Regions from separate parts of the Mus musculus genome. Here region 2 is linked to region 1. Evidence: chromatin contacts called from public promoter capture Hi-C data. All regions are on one chromosome and are shown on one strand. The core of a region is the stretch at or near the end of the contact, and the rest is flanking DNA. Distances in the headings are between cores, read along the strand shown. Region 1 holds the start of Uevld (UEV and lactate/malate dehyrogenase domains). Region 2 overlaps Ptpn5 (protein tyrosine phosphatase, non-receptor type 5).

Evidence for each region. Promoter capture Hi-C pulls out the DNA fragments that hold promoters and counts their contacts.
Region 2: a promoter capture Hi-C map of hematopoietic stem and progenitor cells shows a contact between it and region 1. The contact joins the enhancer-like site here to the promoter of Uevld in region 1. A contact is called at or near these places in 14 of 39 promoter capture datasets (the C10 cell line, the HPC-7 cell line, cranial neural crest and 10 more), 1 of 15 datasets of contacts at CTCF or cohesin (the NIH/3T3 cell line), 8 of 484 Hi-C or Micro-C datasets (B cells, Th1 cells, bone marrow-derived macrophages and 5 more), 2 of 115 datasets of contacts at active chromatin or transcription factors (CD8 T cells and pancreatic cancer cells) and 3 of 9 other capture datasets (adipose tissue, liver and pancreatic islet).

The regions. Positions count from the first base shown.
Region 1 is chr7:46,956,946-46,961,708 of GRCm38.p6, reverse strand. It overlaps Uevld (UEV and lactate/malate dehyrogenase domains), which reads left to right and starts at 3,191. Exons shown (of 12, transcript NM_001040695.1): 1 at 3,191-3,318. The coding sequence starts at 3,277. Gm39012 (a long non-coding RNA gene) reads right to left here and starts at 3,826. Exons shown (of 2, transcript XR_882075.3): 1 at 3,446-3,826.
Region 2 is chr7:47,102,313-47,106,651 of GRCm38.p6, reverse strand. All of the region lies in intron 2 of Ptpn5 (protein tyrosine phosphatase, non-receptor type 5), which reads left to right. Gm14377 (a long non-coding RNA gene) reads right to left here. Exons shown (of 4, transcript XR_003946769.1): 1 at 3,388-4,339. Among named protein-coding and RNA genes, the nearest start is that of Gm14377, 8.9 kb to the right of the region's middle. Within about 2 kb of position 2,406, at least 82 of the 459 cell types and tissues checked have an H3K27ac peak or open chromatin away from gene starts, as enhancers often do. A contact at or near this core is called in B cells, CD8 T cells, Th1 cells and 4 more, where this site is marked.

The DNA of each region.
Region 1 (4,763 bases), core at 1,942-4,441:
CATCACAAATGGCCCTCCTGGTCAAAGATGCTAACAAACTGTCACTGGGGCAAAGCCTGTCCATCACCAATGCCAAAATGACACATTACCAGTCTCTCCTCTTAAATGCCCCCAGGATAACCTTTCTGGCCCCTGCTGCCCCAAGCTCAGCTACCCTGCTGGCTGACCTGGACCTCAAGGGGCCTCTGCATGACTGCTCAGACATTTTGGCCCACATCCACAGGACCAGACGAGATCTTCAGGATTTCCCCCTTGACGGATGCAGAGGTAACATGGTTCGCCAAATGCAACAGCTTCATTCAGGATGGACAGAGGTATGCTGGGTCAGTGTGGTCTCAAACACACACACAAGTTGCTTATCATAGAGCTAAGCTCAGTACTGATAGAATTTGCCCTGAGCCTCAGAGCTAGGTCAGTTCATTCCTCTGTTGGATAGAAGCCATCCCACAAAATACTAACAACAGATAAGGTCGCTGAGCCCATGGAAAAGTGAGACACAACTGAACCAAGAACAAGGAAATACCAAACAGGTTCCTGTTGGCTAAGACCAGCTGCCCCGGCTGCTTTGTCAGTCATTGCTGGTTATAGCCTTCCTTTTTCCAAGTGTACCCATCTTACATACAACCTTCACAGGGAAGTTAGTCACTGAAACGTGTCTGCTTCTGATAGCACTAGTCCAGAGTGAGCCCTTTCTTCCTTAGAGCTTCCTCCAGGTGTCCAAATCCTCAAACACTTCAGACACCGTCTCCCTGAGCTGTACTGCTGTCCCTCCCTGTAAGGAGCAGGAGACCTAGTTTCTTCCTTTCTTTTTGTTAAATATTATTTTATGTATGTTAGTACACTGCAGCTGTCTTCAGACACACCAGAAGAGGGCACTGGATCCCATTACAGGTGGTTAGGAGCCACCATGTAGTTGCTGGGAATTGAACTCAGGACTTCTGGAAGAGCAGTCTGTGCTCTTAACTGCCGAGCCATCTCTCTCTCCAGCCCAAAGCCTAGTTTCTTAAGTACAGCTATGTTCCAGCCTCTGGCAGGAAGGTCTTCATAAACCAGAGTCCTAGGAGAAAGCCCCATAGTACAGTGTCCTGACCTCACTCCTTCGGGATTGTCTTGAAGGCAGCTGAAACACCCTGCCTGGCAGCTGGCAGTACAGGTCTGCCACAGAGCTGGGGACCTGATTTCCATCCCCAGCATCCAAAACATTTCTCAGACTAGCCCTAGAGTTTCTGTTTGCCTAAGTCTATATCTTTCATACTAATTGTTTCAATTTAGCCACTCCACAACGTATAAATATTTCAAAATATCAACTATACCAACAAATAGATACAATTTCATATCAACAAATAAGTTCTTCAAAATTCTCTTGTTTATTTACTCATCTTTATTTTATGTGTGTGAGCTGCCTGTATGTGCACCATAAGAGTGCCTAGTGTTGGGGACTGGAGAGATGGCTCAGCCGTTAAGAGCACTGACTGCTCTTCCAGAGGTCCTGAGTTCAATTCCCAGCAACTACATGGTGGCTCACAACCATCAGTAATGGGATCTGATGCCTTCTTCTGGTGTGTCTGAAGATAGCAACAGTGTACTCACATACAATAAATAAATAAATCTTTAAAAAAAAAAAAAAGAGTGCCTGGTGTCAGAAAAGGGTAGGAGAGGGAGGGCACAAGGGCATCAGATCCCCTAAAATTAGAGTTATACATAGCCTTGAGCTGCTATGTGGGAATTGAACCTTGTTCCTGTTCAAGAACAGCAACTGCCCTTAACAGCTAAACCATCTGTCTACCTGCCTGCATTTAACATTTTGCAATTAAATGTGTGTCTATGTGTGTTCATGTGTGTGCACATGCATGTGTATGTGTGTGTGTGTGTATGTGTGTGTGTGTGTGTGTGTGCGCGCGCGCGCGCGTGCACATGAGTGCAGGTGCCCTGGAAGCCCAGAGATGCCCTATACCCCTGGAGCCAGGGTTACAGTTGGCATAACTACTGAGCCATCTCTCTAGCCCCAGGAGTCTGCACTTCTAACAAGTTATTGTGAGTGTTCTATGCCAGAGACAAAGATGGATTTTGCTAGCTATAAAGCTGGAGGAACCTCAACTCAGGGGGTCTCACCTCAGCTGCAGCAGGGATCTTGACTGCTACTGCACAAAGACTTTGAGGAGATATTAGAATGAAAAAGATAGTTCATTAAGCAGAAATACAAGGCACACTTAAAATATTATGTGGCTTAAGGAGAATGAGCTATAAGATTGCTTTTTCAATGTGGTGGTATACTTATTTCTTCATAGAATTCTTCTAAGGTAAGTAATATTATAAGGTGATTTATGAAGACCATATAGACATGGATCAAAAGAATAAAAGCCATTTTGCTATGTGTAGGTCAAGACTGATGTGTTTTGATTCTAAGCATAGCTTACTAGCCATTTTAATAATCTTGTTAGTGACACTTGTCAGGAAAAAGAGTCTTATTTCTGTGCAGTTGGTTTTTGGTTAGTCGTGACAATATTATTTTTGAAATTTGTTTTTACTTTATGTGTACGGGTGTTTTGCCTGCAAGTACAGTGCAGAAGTAGCTCACCACGAACACGCAGCGCCCAGAAGAGGGTGTGAGAAGCTATTCAACTGGAGTTATAGGTGGTTCTCACTCTGTGTAGCCCTGGCTGTCCTGGAACTCACTTTGTAGACCAGGTTGGCAGAGACCAGCCTGACCCTGTCTCCTGAATGCTGGGATTTAAAATCGTGCGTCACCATCACCCGGCAAAACCTTGATTTTGAACATTAAAATTCGGCTACACTTTTTGACTTTGATAATTCTCCCCCACCCCCCAATTTTGTGCTGAATTCTAGTCTCCCAGGAAACTCGCATGTCGCTTGCATCTGTTCGTTCTTTGGTTCTTCCTAGCTAAATTCCCACCCCCACCCCACCCACCCCCAGCAAGCGGGCGGTATTTTTCCACCTCGCAGGGCGCTCCAGTCCCCGGAGCCCTGGGCGGCTGTCAGTCTCTAGTTTAGGGTAAAGGTAGATGCAGAACCCGCGGGAGTCCTCGGACTGGAAAGGGCGGGGTGGGACGGGGCGGGGCTCTGAGATCTGGTCTCCGGGTCTAGTCGATACCTGACTGACGGGGCGCGGCGTCTGGATGCATCCTACCCGAGCTCCGCCTACTGCAGAAGGCGGGGACCGTCCTCTGCGGAAGTTTGGGCCCGTGCGGCCTCCGTTCCCAGCGTGTTTTGAAACAAGCCCAGTGACTGCGGCCGAAGAACGCGCCCCTGCTGACCATGGAGTTCGACTGTGAGGGCGTGAGACGGCTGCTAGGCAAGGTGCAGGCAGGTCGGGGGGCGGACGGGACCTAGCATTCTCGTCACTGCGCGTCGCCCCAGCCCATTCCCCCCACCCCATGTCCTTTTTTCCAAGATTGTTTTGTCGTTTTGACACACCCATACATACTCTTTCCCAGGCTGGCCTGGAAGTCGCGGCAATCCTCCTGCTTCAGCCTCCCGGTGCTGGGGTCACAGGCAGGCGGTGCCTCGCCCCCCTTGAATGAGTCACTCCCTGCTAGTGTCTCTACCTGCTTTGAGAAATCCGGGTTATCACCTTGTGGAAGCCATTCTCCGCCGTGCTTCCTCCTGGAGCGTTTGTGACTGTACACTGTACTCTTGTCTCTGTAGTCCTCTCATCTAGCACTGTGGTCACATTGTAGGTACTCACAACGAGAACCCCGCAGACGCGAGTGCAGGCCTGGACAGGGCTTTACTGTGGAAAGGTGGATGGAGGTTTCTTCCACCCTCAAGTCTCTACCCACCCCACCCCCAGGCTGTATGCTCAGCATTCCTGACTCCCGCCCTCGAGCATACTAGGGCTGTCTAGTTCAGAGGTTACCTTGTTTAGTGATCCTGGCCGTTCAGATTGCCCTGGAAGAGCCCTGAAACATGATTCTGTGCTGATATTCTTGGACGTAGGGGGTGTCTCTTTGTCGGGACAGTTTTTACACTTGTAAGAGTTTTAAGAGCTCCTAAAGTTGAAATCGTGTATGTAGTTGATTCTGATGGTTTAGCTTACAGTTACAGGTGTAGGTTGATTGAGTTGGTTGTAAGACTTCTCATTTGCAAAAAGAAAAAAGAGAAAAAGAAGCCTGGTGTGGTGGCACACGGCTTTAATCCAGGCACTCAGGAGGCAGAAACAGGTAGCTCTCTGTGAGTTGAGGCCAGCCTGCTCTACATAGTAAAGTTCTGGACAGCCAGGGCTACATAATGAGACAAAATACAAAAAAAAAATCTAGACCAGGCTGGCCTCAAACTCACCAAGATTCTCCTGCCTCTGCCTAGCAAGGGCTTGGGATCAAAGGCATTCATCAGTACAGCTGCCCTGTGAAGCTGAGACTGTGTTCCAGTCCACAGCAGTGCAGATAGGTACGGGGGAGTTCTGAGTTCCCCACGTCCTCGCCAGCACTTACTGTTGTCTCATTTTGATTATGGTTTGTATCTTGATTATGCTGCGATTTCGCCAAACTTTTTTGTTCATTTCCAAGGTTATTGTGGCTGTTCTAAGTCTCACGAGTGTCCATATCAATTGGTGTTTAATGGTGAGGTATGTGTGTGCTGCAGACCAAAACCAGGCCTTCTGGATATCCTAAGCAACTGCTTTATCGTTTAGATACATCTCCAGCCCAGTTTTCAGACTTTTGTAACAGCTGAAGTTTCACTAAGGGATTACGCCAAACCTTTCGGGAAATGTGATGATCATGACGATCTTAGATCCACAAACA
Region 2 (4,339 bases), core at 1,157-3,656, 150 kb before region 1:
AGGTCTGAGAGCTCACAGAGCCAATGTAGCCTCAGACAAGAGTACTGTTGTAAATCAAATAGGAAAGGGACCAACAACTGGCAAGAGAACAACCTCTGCCCTGTTAGCTTCACAGAGGTGGACATGGCTATGATGTTGTAGGGAGTTGTCTGGGTGTGCAGAGACACTAAAAAAGAGTCTCAGCGGCTGCTGCCTTCACAAAGGTTGATGCCAAAGCCCACTGAGACAGGTGAGAATTCATTCCATTCCTAAGACACGTGGGGACAGATGCTCTCCTTTTTTATCCAGTCACCATAGCTCTCAATATATTCTTTATAACCTCCTCGTAAAGCGCGCCCTTTCAACCTTGTCCTTTGACTTGGGCTCATTTCTTCTTTACAGATCTCAGCCTATCACTGCCTTATAAACTGTCTCAAAACTTAGTGGCTTCAAACAGAGACCATCTTAACCCGCTCAAAAGCTAAAGGATCAGGCAAGAATCCGCCAGGGGTTCTTCTGTTCCACATTAGCTGAGGTAATCCACTGGGCTGCGCTCACCTGCTGCTGACCAGGGAAATAATGTCCGAGAGAAAACTTTTCGTATGCACCTGGTGCCTCCGTCTCTGCCACTTGGCTTCATTCTCTCTTTAGTTAGCCTGGGTTACCTCACAGCATGGTAGTTGCGAGTACGTGGACTTCTCATATAGCAGCTGACTTCTAAGATAGAACACCCCAAGAGGGTAGAAACTGGTGCTTCATATTTCCTAAGCCTCAGAAACTATAGTATTATTTTGATTTACTGATCAGAGCTAGCCATACTCTCAGCCCAGACGAAAGTAAAGGAAGAAACATGTTTCCTCTTGATGGACCAAGTTCAAGAATCTACACCACCTTCATCTGCCATGGCGTCCTTCATCATCTCCTCTGCTCCTCTTACACTGGTTTCTTTCTTAAATATCAATTCCTTTCTCCCATTTCCTACCCCCATTGTTTTTCCAAGCCTTTCCTTATATCAACACCGCACTTCTGCCTATCTTAAGTCTTTGGCTTTTCTACTTGCTTGTAAAAAGCACGGCTGTGTGCAGACTCCTCTCCAACACTTGTTAGGCCACTGTGTGCTATACCAAAATAAATTAAAGTTGGAAATAGAGCCAATATGTTTTGAAATGGAATATTTTACATCCTTCTATCTGGACAATATTCATCTGTAAGGAGTTGGAAAGCCAGGTTCATAAGTTAAGCCAGGAGCTAATTATGACTCCTTGTCATTCTGCATTAAGATTCAAGGTTTGGAGAAAACCAAAACTAGCCTAGCTGGCTCTATCCACCATAAGGATGCTCACATGCACTTATGCGCAGGGGCACTCTGGCCCATGCATCTGAGCTCCAAACACACCTTCTGCAAAGTAGAAGTGCACAGAGCAGTTTGTTGCTTATAGGAAACAAGAAGAGAGAACACCATACTCAACAGCCAGACTCAGGCCAGGACACACAGAGAAGCTCTGGATGTGGGTAGAAAGGGGGAAACAAATGTCTTCTTGGCTTCATGGACCCCTCACTTGTGAGAGGGATACCTAGTCAAAGAGGAAAGAAAGCAGTCTTTTAAACATAAGCAAACTAAGAGCCATTCTCCTGGTGTAATGGCAGTGCTGAGCACATCTGCCCAAGTGCCTGGCGTCACTCTCATAGCTGGACCAGGACAAGTCCCTGCACCAACCACTCCAGCCCTCAGGTCACTCTCCTGCACTGGAGAGTGGGGAAGTTGGTCTTCCCACAGCAGTTGTGAGGCCACAGTGAGCTGGTACGTGCATGGACCTTGTAAACCAGAGTCTATTCACTTTATCTGCTTTCTATTGTTAGATTCAGACCCGGATATGAATCTGAGCCCTTCCTTTCAAAGCTTGGGATCCTGAACAAATCATTTCACATCTCTAAACATCGGCCCACCCCACTCAGGCTGAGGCTGACTGTGACTGTTAAGACAGATTGGTTTTTGGTTTTGTTTTTTGTGTTTTGTTTTGTTTTGTTTTGTTTTTTGCCAAATTCCAGTTGATTATCACCTTCCTTAAAACAAGCCATTTCTGACCCAGCAAGAGAGATTGTCAGATTAAGGTGCTTGCTACTAAATCTCATGACCTAAATTCAATCCCTGAGAACTACATGGTAGAAAGAAAGACCCACTCCTGCAAGGTGCCCTCCGGCTTCCACACACATGCCATGGCAAACATACATTCAAAAAAAGGCACTTACTTAATTAAAAATATAAATTTTTAAGAGACCATTTCTCCATTACAAACAAGGCCATTTGGGACTGCACTTCTTCTGTCCACCTAACCCAGTTCCTCCCTCTACCAGCCCACACCAATGGTCCTAGAGCCCAGCAGCAAGGCACACTATAGCCACACCCACCATAGCCACACCCACCATAGCCACACCCAGCCAAGAGGATGTGAGTCCAGCATGTTGTCATCTCAGGAAGTCTGTCATCTCAGAAAGGGGTAAGGCTGCCTGTGTTAGGCAAATTTTGTTGCACAAGTTACCAAAAACTTTACAGCTTTAAACATTCATTATCTTACTGTGTTTTTTACTCAGGAGTCCAGGGATGATTTAAAGGGCTTATGGTTCTGGCTTAGCCTTTCAGAACATCTCAATATGTTAGTCATTGTACAGTAATCTCAAAACTTAGCTGAAGCCAAACACCTGCTTTAATCTAAATTCACCCACAGCTGTTAACATGCCTCCTATTCCTGCAGCCTGTTGGTCTCAGTTCCTCTCCAAGCAGACCCTTCCATAGCGACCCAATAAGACACTGGTTCCCCCAGTGTGGGTGACTTCAGAGAGCATGCCATGCAGGAGAGAGCACCCCAGATGGAAGTCACAGTCTCTTCTAACCTAATCATAGAAGTGTTATGCCTTCACTTCTGCTGTGTGCTTTTGGCCACAGAGCCTAACATGGTTATCATGTGGGAGAGACTGCACAGGGTTATGAATACCAGGAGGTGGGATCATTGAGGGCCACCTTGGGGGCTGTCTACTATATTGCTTAAAAGATGAATAATTAAATTTGAAAAGCTTTTAGTAAAGCTTAATGTAACTATCACCCTCCATCCAGCTTCATTTTCAACCCACTAGAATATTTCAGTATGCTTCCTTCTTTGTATCTTTCATTGTTCAATTTGCAAGTTAAATTCTATATAATTGTATATATGGGCTAGTGTGCCATCAGTCTTAAACCATGAATATAAAATGTCCATCTTTTAACACAGTTAAATCCTTATAATTCAAAGAGACAGAGTCTTAGGATATAACAATGAACCATCCCAAAATGCTAATTAAATGGTAGTTGTAGGTTGGAGGGCACCCTTACCCCTGCTTGCATTGTTGACAGACCCCAAACCTGGGACTCACCCAAGTCCATGAATAAGGGCTGGTTAATCCTATGAGACCTCTGTAGAGACAGCTGACCAGAAAAAAAACCAGGGCATCCTGTTTCCTTGTAGAAAACCGACAAAATGACTCAGAGGTCATGTTGGCGAGCCCACTCAGGTAAAGGGAGATTCAAAGGCTCCTTGACAATCATCTATGCTGCAACCAGATCCATGAGCCTTTCCTTCTGGGAGGTGTTGATTCCCAAGCAGGATCTCTCCAGCTCCCCCAGACTTAGGAGACAGAACAAAAGGCCCTGTCTGTCCTGTCTTTCTCTTTAGACACCGGACCAATTTCTAGTTCAGTGGTTTGGTTTCTGGTTTCCTTGGAGGTGGGGAGGGTATTGAGAGCTTCCAGCAAGGCAGGCCATGCTTCTTCAGTGGTCCACATGAGGCCCCTGTCTGGCTTCCTGCACTTGCTTCCTTTGCTCTCTGCTGTGCCCTCTATACATAGCTCATGTGTCTAACATTCATTCTTATTCCTGCCCTTGCTGAAGAACTTCAACATTTCATTCTCTATTTTCAAATTGTGTATATTGAATAGACAATCCGTGTCTTACAATGGTTGGAACTAAAGTTCTTTCTGACTTGAAGGTGAAGGTGAAGCAGAAGAAACAGAACCTCACATTTGGATCCTCTCCCATGCTAGCAACATACAGTGCGCTACTCTTAACAGGGCTCTGGGCAGGAACGATGATCTGAGGCTTCTTTCTGGTCAGTCAGATCAGCAGGGTAAATCACGGACGTTCCGCCTGATTGCTAAGCTTGCTTTTCAGCAGGTCAGGTGGGATAAAAACATGTCTACGTAGGATGGTTTCAACTTGTACTGAGCTTCATGGGCAGTAACTCAGTCCTAAGTCAAGTTGTTCCTGCACTGTGTTGGATCTCGATTTGTTACTCAGTATTATCCATGAGTCTAAGTTCCTTGATATTTT